3 separate regions of the Mus musculus genome follow, and regions 1 and 2 are each linked to region 3. The links are chromatin contacts, called in public HiChIP or PLAC-seq and promoter capture Hi-C maps. All regions are on one chromosome and are shown on one strand. The core of a region is the stretch at or near the end of the contact, and the rest is flanking DNA. Distances in the headings are between cores, read along the strand shown.

Region 1 (4,818 bases), core at 1,168-3,667, 650 kb after region 3:
AGGCCCAGTTCTCTGTTCATGTTCCAAAGAGGCCGCTGAAATATTTCTGAGAATGAGAGTGAGACAAGAAATATCATCAGTGATAGCTGGAATTTCAACATTATTTTCCTAAAGCCTGATATGCTTCCCCCCCAAATGTGTGGGTGTTTTGTTTGCATGTATGTCTGTGCATTGCTTGTGTGTCTGTCTGGTGCCTGAAGAGGCCAGAAAAGGGCACTGGATCTCATGGAACTGGAGTTACAGATGGTTGTGAGCTGCCATGTAGCTGGTGGGAATGAAACTCAGGTTCTCTGTGAAAGCAACAAATTCCCTTTACCCTTTCCTCAGCCATCTCTCCAGCTCCCGGTATCCTTTTAATCCAATATTCCAAAGAAATTCAGATGCCCAGCATCCTTGATAAAGACACGAAGATCACAATGCCAACATTAAAAACAAGATAAAAACTAGAACCACAAACTACCAGGCCTTTATGATCAACCACCCTAACAAGCTAATTTCCGAAGTCATGCTGTTCTTTTTCACCTGTCATTTTAGCACCTTTTCTCTGCAAACAATTGTGCTGCCTAGTTTTATGTCAACTTGACACAGGCTAGAATTACTGGAAGGGATCTCAATTAAGAAAATGCCTTGATAATATTAGGCTGTAACTGCCTCTCACCAGCTGCAGCACTTGAGTGAGCAGGCAAGGAGCACAGGAAAGCTGGCACAGGTGAGCCTGCCTTGAGGGTGTGAAAGTGCAAGAGCTGACCCCGTTCCTCACAGACTGCAGCACTTTGGAAGCATGGGCCCATGCTTTGACTGGACAGCACAGTGGAGCTGGCCCTGAGGGCATGAGAACAGGAGAGCAGACCCTGCCTCCTGCTGATGGCATCACTGGGTGGCCTAGCTAGAGCAGTGCCAGACAGCTTGCCCTGGGGGTGTGGGTGCAGGAGAGCTGGCAAGCTCACCAACTCAGCTACCCCCTGGGCCCAGATCCAGGGCTTTGAGCTGGCCTACCCCAAAATCAACTCCATCTATGAATTACTGAAGCATGTGAAAGGGCCAGACCTGCAGAGCCAAAGCTGCAGGATCTTCATGATACAGGGCAATACCCAGAAAGAGATCCAGTGAGGATCGAATATTGATGGTGTCACAGAAGACAGAGATCTCAAACCAGACCACTGACTTGCTGCAATGAACATTTGCAAGTGAAGATGTGTGGACAGAGAGATATACCGTGGGACACACTGTGACATACTTATTATAGCTTCCACAATGAAATGTTTTCTATGCTTTGTTTTTGTTTTGTGGGGATGTGTTTTATTTTCAGGGGAAGGTTGCAGGGGCAAAGGACAGATATGAGTGGATGGGGAGAAGAGCAGGACTGGGATGCAGGATGTGAAATTTACAAAGAACCAATAAAAAGTTAAAAAAAAAAAAAGATTGGGCTATAAGCAAGTCTGTATGGCATTTTCTTTAGTGATTAATAGGGTGGGGCCCAGAGAACTGTAGATGGGCTATCCCTGGGCAGATGGTCCTGGGTCCTATAAAAAAGCAAGCTGAGCAAGCCATGAGGAGCAAGCCAGAAAGCAGCATCCTCCACGGCCTCTGCAGCAGCTCCTGGCTCCAGCTTCCAGCCCTGCCTGAGTTCTTGCTCTCACTGCTTTTGATGTTATATGAAACTATAAGCAGAGTAAACCCCCAAGTTGCTTTGGTCATGGTGTCTCATCACAGCAATAGAAACCATAACAAAGATAAAAATAAGAGTACAAAATTCTAGACTCATGGAAAAGGAATTTTAAAAGAGACATATTGCAATGACAGTTTTACAATACATAGGTAATATTCACTGTCTCAATGGAACTCTTACTTCTTTAAATACATTTTAAATTTTTTAATTTTATTTGTATGAATGTTTTGCCAGTCTGTGCACTATACATGCCTGGTGCTTATTAGAGGTCAGAAGAGGGCATTAGATCTTTAGTTATAAATGGTTGTGAGCCAGGTACTGGGAATTGAATTTGGGTTCAGGTGTAGTCAAAGCATTGAGAAGAGAGGCAGATGATACAGGCTGGCTCATGTGTGCACACACGTAGGGAAGCTATATTTTAGGAAAAGCTAGTCTAACATTCTGGAAACAAAATCTCACAAATGAAAGCATAATTCACCTAGAATATAAGCTAGGGCAAGATTTCTTAAAATTTAATATGCATGTGAGGGCTGAGGATATGGCTCAGTAGATAAGAGGGCTTGTTGTGAAAGCAGGAAGACCTGAGCTCTAATTCCCAACACTCACATAAAGCCAGGCATAGTCATGTATGACACTAACTCCAGCACTGAGGAGCACTGACAAGAGAATCTCAGAAGCTTGCTAGCCAGTCAGTCCAGCTGAGACAGCAGCCTTCAGGGTTAGGAAATGACTCTGTCTCAACAAACAGGGTGAAAAGCAATAGAGAATGACGCTAGACTTCCTCCTTCAGTCTCCCCATGCATGTGTCTGCATGCACACGAATGCTCCTGCAAGCACATGCATCCATACAAAACTCACATATAAAACAAACCCAAAATTTAATATAAACCACAAGCCACATGGCCATAATCCTAGCGTTTGCCTGATATCTCAGCACTTGGAAGGCTAAGGTAGGGGTTACTGTTGAATTTGAGCATGACACTGTCAACAACAACAAAAAACCAAAGCATATAAATAATCCTTGGATCTTAATATGTGGATTCAGATTCACTAGGTCTAGGGTAGGAGCACAGCTGCACGTCTAACAAGTTCTAAGGTCAAGCTAACAAACCCTACACACACTGAGCAGAATTAATTAGAGTATCCTAGGCTTAGAATGGACAATGCACCAAGGCATTTTCATTTAAGTGACGATGACTCCTTACTTAAAACCAGACTCAAAATGAAGACATCCCACAGGTTACAAGACGTATTGTACCTTAGTTCTTCATGACACTGAATGTAAAGCTGAGCGACTACCTTCAGTGACAGTGCTCTTTTCTAACCTATTCCTCTTGAACAATCTTTAGAACTGGTCTCTTACAGAGCACATTCTCAGTTTCATGCTGCCAGATCCACCCCTGGGCACAGCCCTATACTTCCCTTCTTCTGTGACCCTGTAACTTTCGCCCTGTCCATTCCCCAGTGTTTGTCCTCTGAGTGGACGGGACAGCTGATGAACAGCTTGAGAACAGTTCCTATCACAGTCCAGAAAGAGCTCGACTCGGTGATATGCTCAGAGTGTTCGCTTGACAGTAGAGCAACCAAACAAAACAGCTTGGGTTTCTTATGCTCTATTTTTAGCACTTCAAACCTCTATTGTTTAAATGAAGATGGGAGAAGATGTAAAGACCTCTAGTTGACACTAGTTAATGGCAATTATTCTAGTATACTAATTTGTTTCCTGTTACATGCCATGCTACTGATATAACAGAAGGGCAGATCAGGTGAAATTGAAACCAAAAGCTCAAAACAGAACAAAAGCACCCATTACCACTGCTCCTCTGTGAGAAGGGAAGGTTCTCAGTCATCCTCTCATGGTTGGTGGGAAAGGCAGCCGGCTCTCTCTCTGCTGATGGTATCAGACTCTCCAGATTAGCAGCATCTTGGGGAGGATGTGACAAAAACGTCTCCTTGGGCATCTGGACCATGAGGCTGGAGAGTGCCTGATCTAACACATCCTCCTCAGCAATATAGGTATATGGACAGTACTCTCTGGTCCTCGAGTAGATGTTGGCATTGTCGTAACAATCTGAACAGATCACCCGGGTACCAGCGCCACCTAGTAACAACAAGGAAGGGCCCAGATGATTTTCTGATAAGGAAGAGTTTGGGACTAATCAACTTTCTTCAACAGTTCTAACAATTACTGCACACCTTCTTTACAAACCAGGTGAGAGTCCAAGGTCTGTCTGTGAATGAGCTCACTCACTCCTCACAACACCCCTATGAAGAAGATTTTATTTTCATCTCCACTTTACAGGTAAAGTTATGGCAGGAGAAAGAGCTGAGACATAAAACTAAACACTCTGGCTTCAGAGCCTATACTCTTGAATTCTAACGTTAAATCTCTGTCTAAGTTGGAGAGACTAAATTTCAACCAAGGGATCCAAGACAGGCCTAGACCTCTGAGACACGTGTGTGGCTTGAGCAAACAAAAGCAAAACAGGCATTGCTATGAATTGAGAGCCCATGTTACTTTTATGAGACAAGAAGTTAAGTGAGGTAGCTGTTCAAACTATCCCTAGTCAAACCCTCTCTCCTGTGCCTGTCACTTTCTATAGAAGTGAGGGTGTGAAGAGACAATGTCCCAGTCACCCTATCAGGGGACATTTTATAGCCCTTTTAAGTTTGCCATTGCAGTCTGAAAGTCATTTTGCCCTTTAAACTTTACTAAGTATCTACCTGTCAGCAGGAGAACCAAATGCCTTTGGATGTTATCTGAAGGATGCTCATCTCTAAAGGAATGAGAAAGGCTTGAAATGAGTTTCTAGACCATCTCTTCTGGTCATGAGAGAGACCCAGGAGCCTCAGTTTTGTCCTTCATCCCTGTTTAAGGGTAATGTGTTTCTTTCTGTAAGACAGCCTTCTCTGGTTAAGACTTTATAGACAATTTTCATTCTATTTTGCACAAAGTTAAATGAATGAATGTTTTATCCTAAAATATTGCCCAGGCTAATGGAGAAACTATACACTGAACTATACCCAGTAATACAGGCTGAAATTGTAACTACGAACAGCAAAGTGCCTACCGTCAGTGCCTCTGTGTGTGTACCCGTTGGCAGGAGGCATAAGTTGCTGATGGCTGCCTGCCTCAGAGTTGCTGTAGC
Region 2 (4,930 bases), core at 36-2,535, 810 kb before region 3:
AATGTTAGAAACAAATAAACTAGCCTGTTCACAGTTGGGTATTCTCATGCACGGTGGCTGGGAGCATCAGGAGAGGCCCCTCCCTTCTCACCTGAGACTTATACTGCTGGCAACCGAAAACTTGTCCCCACTTCAGCCCTTCCTAATGTCCTAACCTATGCCCACATGCCTTAGGTAAGTTTATTTGGGCTACCAGTACAACCTTCAAGTGTCCCCCAATTTCTCCAGAACTGAGGGGATCTTTACCCCTTAATGTCCAGCTCACATAATCTGAGCCCTCATCCTGTGTGACTTCAAGGGGGTTGTGTACTCCTCAAGTATTTCTAAGAGTCCTGGGAAACGCTCCTCACAAAACGTTTGCAAATATATCCTGGTCTTTGTTGTAAACTTATTCGAGGCTATTATTCTGTTTTCCCAAAGTTGTTTTCCTTCCGAATGAAAATTATTTCATCTTCCCAGAGGCAACCTCTTAACACAGTTTTGTAAGTGTAAAATTTTTACAATAGGCATTTCCCCAAATCACAAAAGTACACCAAACATCACGTGTTTCTAAACTTTACATCTGAACTCAAGATAAAAGAGACTGTAGGACAGGGAAAATGATTCTTTAAAACACAGCATTACTACTATTCTACTGTCCTAGACTCTTTTGGACAAAAATATTTTAGGAAAGAATTCCCTGTCAGCCACCGTACTCGTTAAACACAGTCAGCCATAGTGCTGTAGAATAGCAGAATAGCTCCCAAATCAAAAGGCTTCCAACATTGCACTAAGGAAAGATTTTCCTTTGTGTATGTGCACACGCGTGTGCATCTAACTGATTGCATACACAAGTGCAGTTGTGGAAGTCAAAGGACAACCTCAGATGTCATTCCCAGACACTGCTCACCGTTTAAAGGAAGAAGGGAGGGAAGGAAAAAAGGAAAAGGGGGAGGTGAGGAGAAAGAAGAGAAGAAATGGAAGGAGGGAGGGAGGAAAGGAGAGGTTCCGGTGTATTTTACCACTTATTGGGGGTGAGTATCTGTTTCATCAGTTTGTTACAATCCCATTACTAAATAACAAACTACATCAATCAAAACCAGAAGAAAAGTTGAACTAAGACCGGAACAGAAATAACTTCGTGAAAAACCAGGATGTGGCACCAATCCGACCTCTGCTGCTCCACCCTAGAAAGGCTAAGGCTGTGGCGAAGCCTGAGGGTAACCAAGAGTCCACCTCTGCGCAGGCGCCGACCGAGATGCCACCACGCCTTTAAAGTGCACCCGGAAGTGACGCGATTCGCGCTGAGCCAGGGCCGGGTAAGGTCTGAGCGAAGCGCCTAGGCTAGCGGGCCCGGCGCGCCTCCTCGGCCACTATGAGCTGCACGATCGAGAAGATCTTGACGGACGCCAAGACGCTGCTGGAGCGGCTGCGCGAGCACGATGCGGCGGCCGAGTCGCTGGTGGACCAGTCGGCTGCGCTGCACCGGCGGGTGGCGGCGATGCGGGAGGCGGGCGCCGTGTTACCCGAGCAGGTCGGCCGGGGGCCGAGCCGCGCCCAGGGGTGGACGCTGCGGGCGGGTGGGTGGGGTCGCGCGGCCTGATTTATCTTGGTCTGGAGGGCAGGGCGGATGTGTGAGCTTCCTGTGTCGTGGGTGGGACTGCTGCCTCCTCCGCAGCACCTGCCCATGTTTACAGTGCCTTAGTCTGTCTTTCTGTCCAGTATCAAGAGGATGCATCCGACGTGAAGGACATGTCTAAATATAAACCTCACATTCTGCTGTCTCAAGAGAATACCCAGATTAGAGACTTACAGCAGGAAAACAGAGGTTAGTCAGGCGTGTGTGTGTGTGTGTGTGTGTGTGTGTCTAGGATTTTTTTTTTCTGGTAATACTACTTTGGACATTCTTACACAAGTGCCTGAACAGTTCACAAGCGTGCACATCGCATACATATATTTAGATCAGTGCTTCAAGGGTCAACTGGTAACAGTAAAATCTGTTAGATTGCTCTTTTAAAAGTCTTCCTGGTTGATGACCTTGAAAGATGTATTCAGTAGTTTAGCAGAGTTGAATTGTTAGATGGCTGGGGAGTGACCACATACCAAATGGAGGCTTCTATAACTAAAGTTCATAGTCTCCAAATGTAACATTTCGATATTAGAGTGAACACTAAAGTTAAGATCGACGTTTCTTTAATGTTCCTGTGCAAGATGGAAGGCTAGAACTTCGTCCCCCAAATACATAGTCTTAGGGTTGTTGATGACAGCAGGATGGTAGTTGTCTGATGGAGCCCTTTTACATCTGCCATTCCACTCTATGCCCCTGACCAAGTATTTACACAATGCAGCTAAGAAACAGGTTCACAGACACCAGTTGGAACCAGCCAGAAGGCCTGAACTGCCAAGCTGGAGGATCTGAGGCCATTCCAAGGGCCTACGTGGTTTAAGGAGAGAACTGACTCCTGGGGGTTCTTCTCTGACCCGACATGTGCCGTGGTTCACACAAATCAACAAAATGTAGTTTTTTTTTTTTAATTTTAATGAGCTCATTTTTGCTTCTGAGAAGTCAATTAGAAAACTGAATTCAAATCCGTGCCTCGTGATTACACGTCCCATTTTATTTGCACAAGACTCTACTGCCTAGAGAGTTGGTTTTCAGGTACACTGTTCACGTCTGTGGGCTTGAATACTGATTTCCAACTTTGGATTCCCAGTGTCCCGTGGAGTGTCTGAGAGCTCCAGCTGTTAGGAGGTTTGCCTTGAGACCAGTCTTAGACGTCATTGTCCAGATGTTTGCTTTTGTTGTTAGAACTGTGGGTTTCCTTGGAGGAGCACCAGGATGCGTTGGAACTGATCATGAGCAAGTACCGGAAACAGATGTTACAGTTAATGGTCGCTAAGAAAGCCGTGGATGCCGAACCAGTTCTGAAAGCTCACCAGTCTCACTCTGCAGTAAGAAACACTGATAAATAAATTGTAAATAAACTGAACTGAAATCGTGGGGTCGTTCCTTTGTTTGCAGAAAACAGTGTTCCTCTTTCTGCATATTTTCATAATCACTCTGAATTTGGCTGTGGCTTTGTGAAGACATGAATAAAGGAAGGGGATAAGGGCCTCTTCCATCCTTTAGTGGTCAAGTTACCTCCCTCACCAGGGATTTCTTTTCAGCTTGACACAGAAAGATTGAGAGTAGGCCATCCTGGGCTACATAGCAAGTGTGATACCAGCTAGTGTTGAAGGCATTCAGTGACTGCTTAGCTGATTGTTGTACATTCTATCGAGCCATAAGTTTTATAGTTCCAAGGGCATGAGTCGGATTTTATCCCTCGCTTCCACATAGCAAGCAGTCACTAACTTCATCAAATGACTCAGACTGTGTTATGGGGGGAGGGCTGGTCTTGTTCCTTTGTTTTATAGCAGTTCCTCCTCTTTGATCCTTCACTGTTTAACTTGGAGGAGCCAGCAATTACCTTGCAGTTTGTAGGGTGTTTCCTTGCCCTATTTTAGCTTTTACTGTAGTAATTAATTGGAAGCAACTATTTACTACAGTGAAAGATGCACCACGTTTCATCTTCTATCGTTAGGAGTTTTAGGCAATGGAATGTTTAAAATATTTGAATGTTTTAAATATCTAAATATTTGAGTTGTCTGTTATATTACTTTTGGTTGGTTGGGTGGGTGTTTTGTTTGTTTAGGGTTTTGTTTTGTTTTTTGCAGCTAGGTCTCATTTAGCCCAGGCTGGCCTCTTAACTCCTAACCCTCCTCCCTAGGCCTCCCAAGGGCTAGGATTACACGTGTATGCCACCACACCTGGTCCCTGGATATCAAACATTCTTTTGAAAATTGGAAATTATTTGAAATGCCACAGATTGATAGATTGATATTATTATAGCTCGAAATATAGTATGATTGCAATGTAACTTCTGTAGTGTGTACAAAGGGAGCCACTTCCCACTTACTCTTACTTCTCAAGGTTTTAATAGACATAAAATTCTCCTGTACATGCGTTCCATGGTCTTCATCACTAGGAACCTTTTCTTCATCTTATTTTCACAGGAGATTGAAAGTCAGATCGATAGAATCTGTGAAATGGGAGCAGTGATGCGGAGAGCTGTTCAGGTGGACGATAACCAATTCTGTAAGGTTCAGGAGAGACTAGCTCAGCTGGAGGTAAGGCTCTCACTGCCAGAAGGTCACCTCTTTTTCTTTTATTTATTTTGTTAAGTTCACTGGTTGTGAGTTTTAGAGGCTCTTGGGATGTATCACCACTGTCCTCACTGCAGTATAATAATGTTCCCCCTTTTTACAAAAATGTCTCAAAGAAGAAGAGAGGAAGGAAGGAAGGGGTTCATCTCAGAATGGGGCCTGGACTGGCTAAGAGCTCAAAACTGCCCTGCCTCAGCCTCGGCCTCCTGGGTTGCCTTGGTTGGCAGTGTTAATGTTCTTTGTGTCCTAGTGACTTAAAATTTCAATTTCTCCTTTATTTATTTCCTTTTCAGGAAAATAAATGAATGTAGTCAGCAGCAATCAGGGGAAATGTCAACTGTGGGGCTGGGGACAGAGCTCGGTTGCTATATCTATTAAGTATATGAATATACTTGAAAAGCAGAGGGGAGGAGGAACAGGTCATGTGTGAGCTGACTTCTCGCAGTAATAGAAAGTCAAATACATAAAATCTAAACTTGATCAAGAAATAGCAGTACAGAAGCTGGGCAGTGATGGCTCACGCCTTTTATCCCAGCACTCTGGAGGCAGAGATAGACAGATCTCTTAAGGCCAGCCTGGTCTACAGAAAAAGTTCCAGGAAAAGAAAAGAAGAAAAAAGGAAAGGAAAGGAAAGCAAAAGGAAAAGAAAAGAAAAGAAAAAAGATCAATCGGTACAGGCAACCCTTTAGAATTATAGAAGTAAATGCCAAGAGAAATATAAAAAGTGGGGTTGGAAAGATGCTCA
Region 3 (4,868 bases), core at 26-2,525:
CATGACAGAACCAGGGCAGTGATTGGCATCTATGAGCGTTACAGTCATGGTTTCTTGCCCAATTTCATCTAGAGGTAATACATGACTCTCGCCAACCTCCAGGGCCCGGATCCAGTGCTTAGACACCTGAGGAAAACAGTTGGTCACCCGAGTAACCATAGACTTCTCTTTCATCAAGGAAAGCTGACCGAGTTCTGAACCACTCTCATGTAAGCTGTTATAAGGATTCCCAAGAAATCTCTCCTTCCTCTTCTGTCTCCCACCCTTTGTACAGATTTAAACTCAGAATCTGAAAACAGTCTAAATAAAGATTCTCACACTTTCTCCTATCATGATAATCCCAGCCATGGGTGGGAAACAACTGTCAAAAAAAGTTCCAGTCTCACACCAGCCACTTCTACTGACACAGACAAGATGAGGAGATGTTAGACAATATGTGTTTTTATCTAGCACATTAGATGAATTATTGGGGGCGGGCAATGAGTGTTGGGGATCTAACTTAGGGTTCTTGCACACACTAAACAAGTGTTCTATCACTGAACAGTCTGGTAGATTCTTAAATGCAAATTAGGAAAGCACTGGTTTTTGAAAAGATAGGAATCATTTCCTTGACTAAAAACCTCCAGGTAGTTAACTAGAAGCCAGTCTCATTCCGGGATCAATTCCCACATTTGTAAAAATTCAGTCCTTATGTCTCCCACTCGGTAATCCCCCAAACTGTGACAGATCAGAAGTCCCCACCCAGATTCCTGGACTAGGTCTCAGCGATCAAATCCCAGCCCCAATACCTGCAGGCGACGATGCAAGAGGCAAGCAGTGATGGGAGAGCAGTAGAGGGGCCGGGCCCAAGTGCTAGACAAACCCACCGTGTGGTCACAGTGCATGTGGGTTAAGAAGAAGAGCCGCGCCGAACCGGCACGGCGCAGGCTCCAAAAGTCCACAGCAATGGGCGTTTGGGGGATTACGACCCCGTTCATGGTGGCAGAGTTGAGGTGTCACCCAGTGGGGTCTTCGCGGGAACCGCACTCCTGAGTGAGGTTTCCACGACAGCGTCCCAATGACAAGTGGACTCTGGAACAAGTCCAGAAGCCCTAAAGGAAAACCATCCCAGAAACGGAATTAGTAGACAGAGTGAGAAAAAAGAAGGTGGCCGCGCTCGGGACGATCAGGATGAAAGCGCCCAACGCGGAAGAAGTCGGGAGAGCATCACTCACAACCGCGCGCTGGAGCTCGGGCCCAGTCCCCACATTGTCAAAGCTCGCGCGGCGGCGGGGAGACAGACCCTAGTAGTTGATTTCCGATCGCCGGCCGCGGCGCTCACACAGTGAGCTGCGCGCCTGCGCCGAGGGGGAGAATGGGTGGGGGAAGGGCGTCCGGAGGTCGGTGCCCCCCCCCCCCCCCCCCCGGACCTGCGCTCGGCGCTCGGCGCGACCCGGAAAGCTGCTCCTTGTGTCTCAGGGCGACGGGGCGGGATTTCCGCAGGAAGCTGTCTGGGGTGTCCTCGGCCACTGGGACTAGATTCCCAGGGAGGAGGCTGTGCTAGGTCTTTGGCCTTTTGCTAGTGTAGAATTCGTAACTGGGCCTAGAGAGAGTTGAGATCTGCTGGGCAGAGCCAACGGCCTGTGGGTCTCCGGGCGGCTCCTGAAGGGTCGGGGCTCGCCCGAGGACCCAAGAATGTGTTCCGCCCTGGGGGGCAGGCACAGCAAAGTGACATCTCGCCGTTAGTGTTTTCACTGACTACATCTCCTTTATTCAGGCTCCCACATCGAAATTAGGAGGAGCCCACGAGTTCCCTACGGGTCTGTGGAAACTGTCCCGTGAGTGTTGGCGACGATGCCATACCTTGGCTCTGAGGACGTGGTGAAGGAACTGAAGAAGGCTCTGTGTAACCCTCATATTCAGGCTGATAGGCTGCGCTACCGGAATGTCATCCAGCGAGTTATTAGGTATCACCAACCTACCATAGAATTCTAACTCCCCCCCCCCCCCCCCGGCCCCACTTTTAATCCTCTTCAGAGCTCTGCGATCACTCTGAAAAAGTTAAAGAAGGGCAGTTTTATCTTTTGGCCTTGAGGCTGCATTTCTGGGTTGTCATCTCAGTCTTCCGTGTGGAACACCATGCCCAGTTGAGAGGTCTCCTTCATACCACAGGCTTTAGCAATTGCGGCTGACTCCTGGTTCAATGACTTAACGTAGAACAGTTCTCCCTTTTTTCTAGATTCAGACCTGTATATCTTTCTGCTTGCTTTACATTTCGACTTGGATAGTTCATCAAAGATATGACCAAAATAATACTATCATTCTTCTCCTCTTTAAACCTACTATTCTGCTTGTATTTGTGTTATGAATGTCACCAGGCACCCTACCAAGCTTGCTAGTCAACCTTGAAAACATTGTCTACTGTCAGGTGGTATGAAAAATTCAAAATATCAATTCTTGTTCTTAAAGTTGTACTGTTGTTGGCTCAGGCTGTAATTACCAAAGCCTGTTGTGGTAGTTTATTAATAAGTAGCCTTGTCTCCTCACTTTGGTTAGGATTTTTTCTATTATATATGTTTGAACGTGTAACTAATCTATAGTTGTAGCTCAAAACTGTAGGTAGGACACAAAAGTCCCATGGGGTCCTTTTTTAAAAAATCGTGATCTAGGGATCAATTCTGATTTCATTAGGATGGGATAGAATCCAGGAACTGTATTGTAAATAAACAGTCTCAGTTGATTGTAGTAGTTTGGTTCCACAACATTGGAAACAGTAATCAGTGGAATGAAATCTAAACTTTTTGTTTGTGTTGTTTTGTTTTTGTTTTTTGAGACAGGGTTTCTCTGTGTAGTCCTGGTTGTCCTGGAACTCACTCTGTAGACCAGGCTGGCCTTGAACTCAGAAATCCGCCTGCATCTGCCTCCCAAGTGCTGGGATTAAAGGTGTGTGCCACCACCGCCTGGCTGAAATCTAAATTTTTTATCATGCCACCCAAGGAACAAAAAGAATGTTTAGTTCTTGCTCGTGCCTCCTAGCATGAATCATTATCTGTGTCACGTTTTCCCAGTGAGCTGGTCACAGAGCTAAAGCGTTCTGTGACGAAGCATTTTCTGACTTCCATAGTGGCATGTGGATGTGGATCTTCTTGGTCTGTATTTTGTGTATTACTTCAAGTAGTTACACTGGATTTTTTTCAAATCAGTGATGTTCTTAGCTGACTTCTTAGTTGATCTTGAGTTCCTAAACATCTGAAGCCACTATGGAAGTCAGAAAATGCTTCTTCACAGAATGCTTTAGCTCTGTGACCAGCTCATTTGGAAAACGTGACACAGATAATGATTCATTTTATTTTGTTTTGAGACAGCCCTAGCTATCCTGGGAACTTACTATGTAGGCCAGGCTGGCTTTGAACTTTGAACATGGCTTTCACCTGCCTATGTTTCCTAAGTGCTTGGGTTAAGGGTGTGGGTCACCAAGCCCTGCTTTTTTAAATGTTTATGAGCATTTTGCCTGCATGTGTAAGTGTACCACAAGTATGGCTTGTACCTGGTGTCTGTGTATGTCAGAAGAAGGCATTAGATCTCCTGGAGCTATAGTTACCAGTGGTTATGAACTGTCATGTGGGTGCTGGGAATTGAACCCATCTCTTTTGCAAGAACAACAAAATACTTTTTAACCTTTGAGCTCTCTCTAGTGTGTACCTTCTTATAGATGATGTCCCCATATGATCTCTGGAATGTTAAAGTGGAGTGTACCATTGCCAGATCACGCCATTGGTATGTACTAAGGATTCAACAGTGTGAGAATAGAGAGCAACAGTTGCAGACTCTTAATAGGAAGTTTTGTGTAACATTAATAGACAAAGTAGACCCAATTGTATTTCTCTAAAAGCTCATAGTTTGGCTAGCTAGCCAGAGCACATGTAAATACAACTCTTCCTACAGATTGGGAATTGTGTGTTTTACTTCTTTCTGCTCTGTGTATTTGTGACAGGCACATGACTCAGGGCTTGGACATGTCTGATGTTTTCATGGAAATGGTAAAGGCCAGTGCCACTGTAGATATTGTTCAGAAAAAGTTGGTTTATCTGTATATGGGCACATACGCACCTTTAAAACCAGATCTAGCACTCTTGGCCATCAATACGCTCTGCAAAGACTGCTCAGACCCCAACCCAATGGTTCGAGGACTGGCACTACGGAGTATGTGTAGCCTCAGGTGAGTGCTTCGATACCCTGGTTCTCAGTGGTTGGTGACTATAAGAGACTGTAGAGCAGATTTGTAGTGAGGACAGCTTAAGTTCCTGAATACTAAATAAGGACTGTTCTACTTTGAACTCAGATTTTCAGCCATTAACTTCGACTTTCGAAACTGTATCTCATGGTTTTCTTAAAGGTGATTTTCCTTTATCTTGGTGAAATAGTTCTGAGTTTTGGTTAAAAATGTTTAATGAGTCATTACTGTAACTTGTGCTGGGTGTGCAGCATCATTACAGATGAAAAGTCAGATTATGCCTTATTAAGTTTGATAGAGGCTTTCTCCAATTTCTTTTGATCTAGTAGATATACATTCAAGCATGAACTATTAAATAGTATTTAAACTAAACCTCTGATGATTGAAGAAGAACTTAATTTTGTCAAAACTATTATTTCAAGATCTGACTGACTCCAGGATGTGTCTCTTAGGATGCCTGGTGTGCAGGAATATATCCAGCAGCCTGTTGTTAACGGTCTGCGTGATAAAGCTTCATATGTCAGAAGAGTAGCAGTCCTCGGCTGTGCCAAAATGCATAATCTTCACGGAGACTCTGAAGTGGGTAAGACCATCCACTATGCCCAATATTTATTTGTGTCTCTATTATGTATATAACTTTGGAAAAAAACTATGT

What was found. HiChIP or PLAC-seq counts read pairs in DNA pulled down with a chosen protein or histone mark. Capture Hi-C pulls out chosen DNA fragments and counts their contacts.
Region 1: a contact with region 3 is called in an H3K27ac HiChIP or PLAC-seq map of microglia, with 4 times the contacts expected there. The contact joins the enhancer-like site here to the promoter of Dclre1b in region 3. A contact is called at or near these places in 7 of 39 promoter capture datasets (the 3T3-L1 cell line, the C10 cell line, the SN4741 cell line and 4 more), 11 of 115 datasets of contacts at active chromatin or transcription factors (bone marrow-derived macrophages, effector CD8 T cells, embryonic forebrain and 7 more) and 3 of 9 other capture datasets (liver, macrophages and pancreatic islet).
Region 2: a promoter capture Hi-C map of adipose tissue shows a contact between it and region 3. The contact joins the promoter of Sike1 here to the promoter of Dclre1b in region 3. A contact is called at or near these places in 2 of 115 datasets of contacts at active chromatin or transcription factors (memory CD8 T cells and pancreatic cancer cells) and 1 of 9 other capture datasets (adipose tissue).

What each region holds. Positions count from the first base shown.
Region 1 is chr3:104,457,919-104,462,736 of GRCm38.p6, forward strand. It overlaps Lrig2 (leucine-rich repeats and immunoglobulin-like domains 2), which reads right to left. Exons shown (of 18, transcript NM_001025067.2): 16 at 4,741-4,818; 17 at 3,483-3,770; 18 at 1-46. Among named protein-coding and RNA genes, the nearest start is that of Gm38412, 51 kb to the left of the region's middle. Within about 2 kb of position 2,418, at least 17 of the 459 cell types and tissues checked have an H3K27ac peak or open chromatin away from gene starts, as enhancers often do. A contact at or near this core is called in bone marrow-derived macrophages and microglia, where this site is marked.
Region 2 is chr3:102,994,455-102,999,384 of GRCm38.p6, forward strand. It overlaps Sike1 (suppressor of IKBKE 1), which reads left to right and starts at 1,286. Exons shown (of 5, transcript NM_025679.3): 1 at 1,286-1,513; 2 at 1,702-1,807; 3 at 2,789-2,931; 4 at 4,036-4,149. The coding sequence starts at 1,355.
Region 3 is chr3:103,808,112-103,812,979 of GRCm38.p6, forward strand. Dclre1b (DNA cross-link repair 1B) reads right to left here and starts at 1,276. Exons shown (of 4, transcript NM_133865.2): 1 at 789-1,276; 2 at 1-126. The coding sequence starts at 977. Ap4b1 (adaptor-related protein complex AP-4, beta 1) reads left to right here and starts at 1,406. Exons shown (of 10, transcript NM_026193.2): 1 at 1,406-1,946; 2 at 3,974-4,198; 3 at 4,666-4,796. The coding sequence starts at 1,834. Gm15471 (predicted gene 15471) reads left to right here. Exons shown (of 5, transcript NR_040412.1): 5 at 103-329.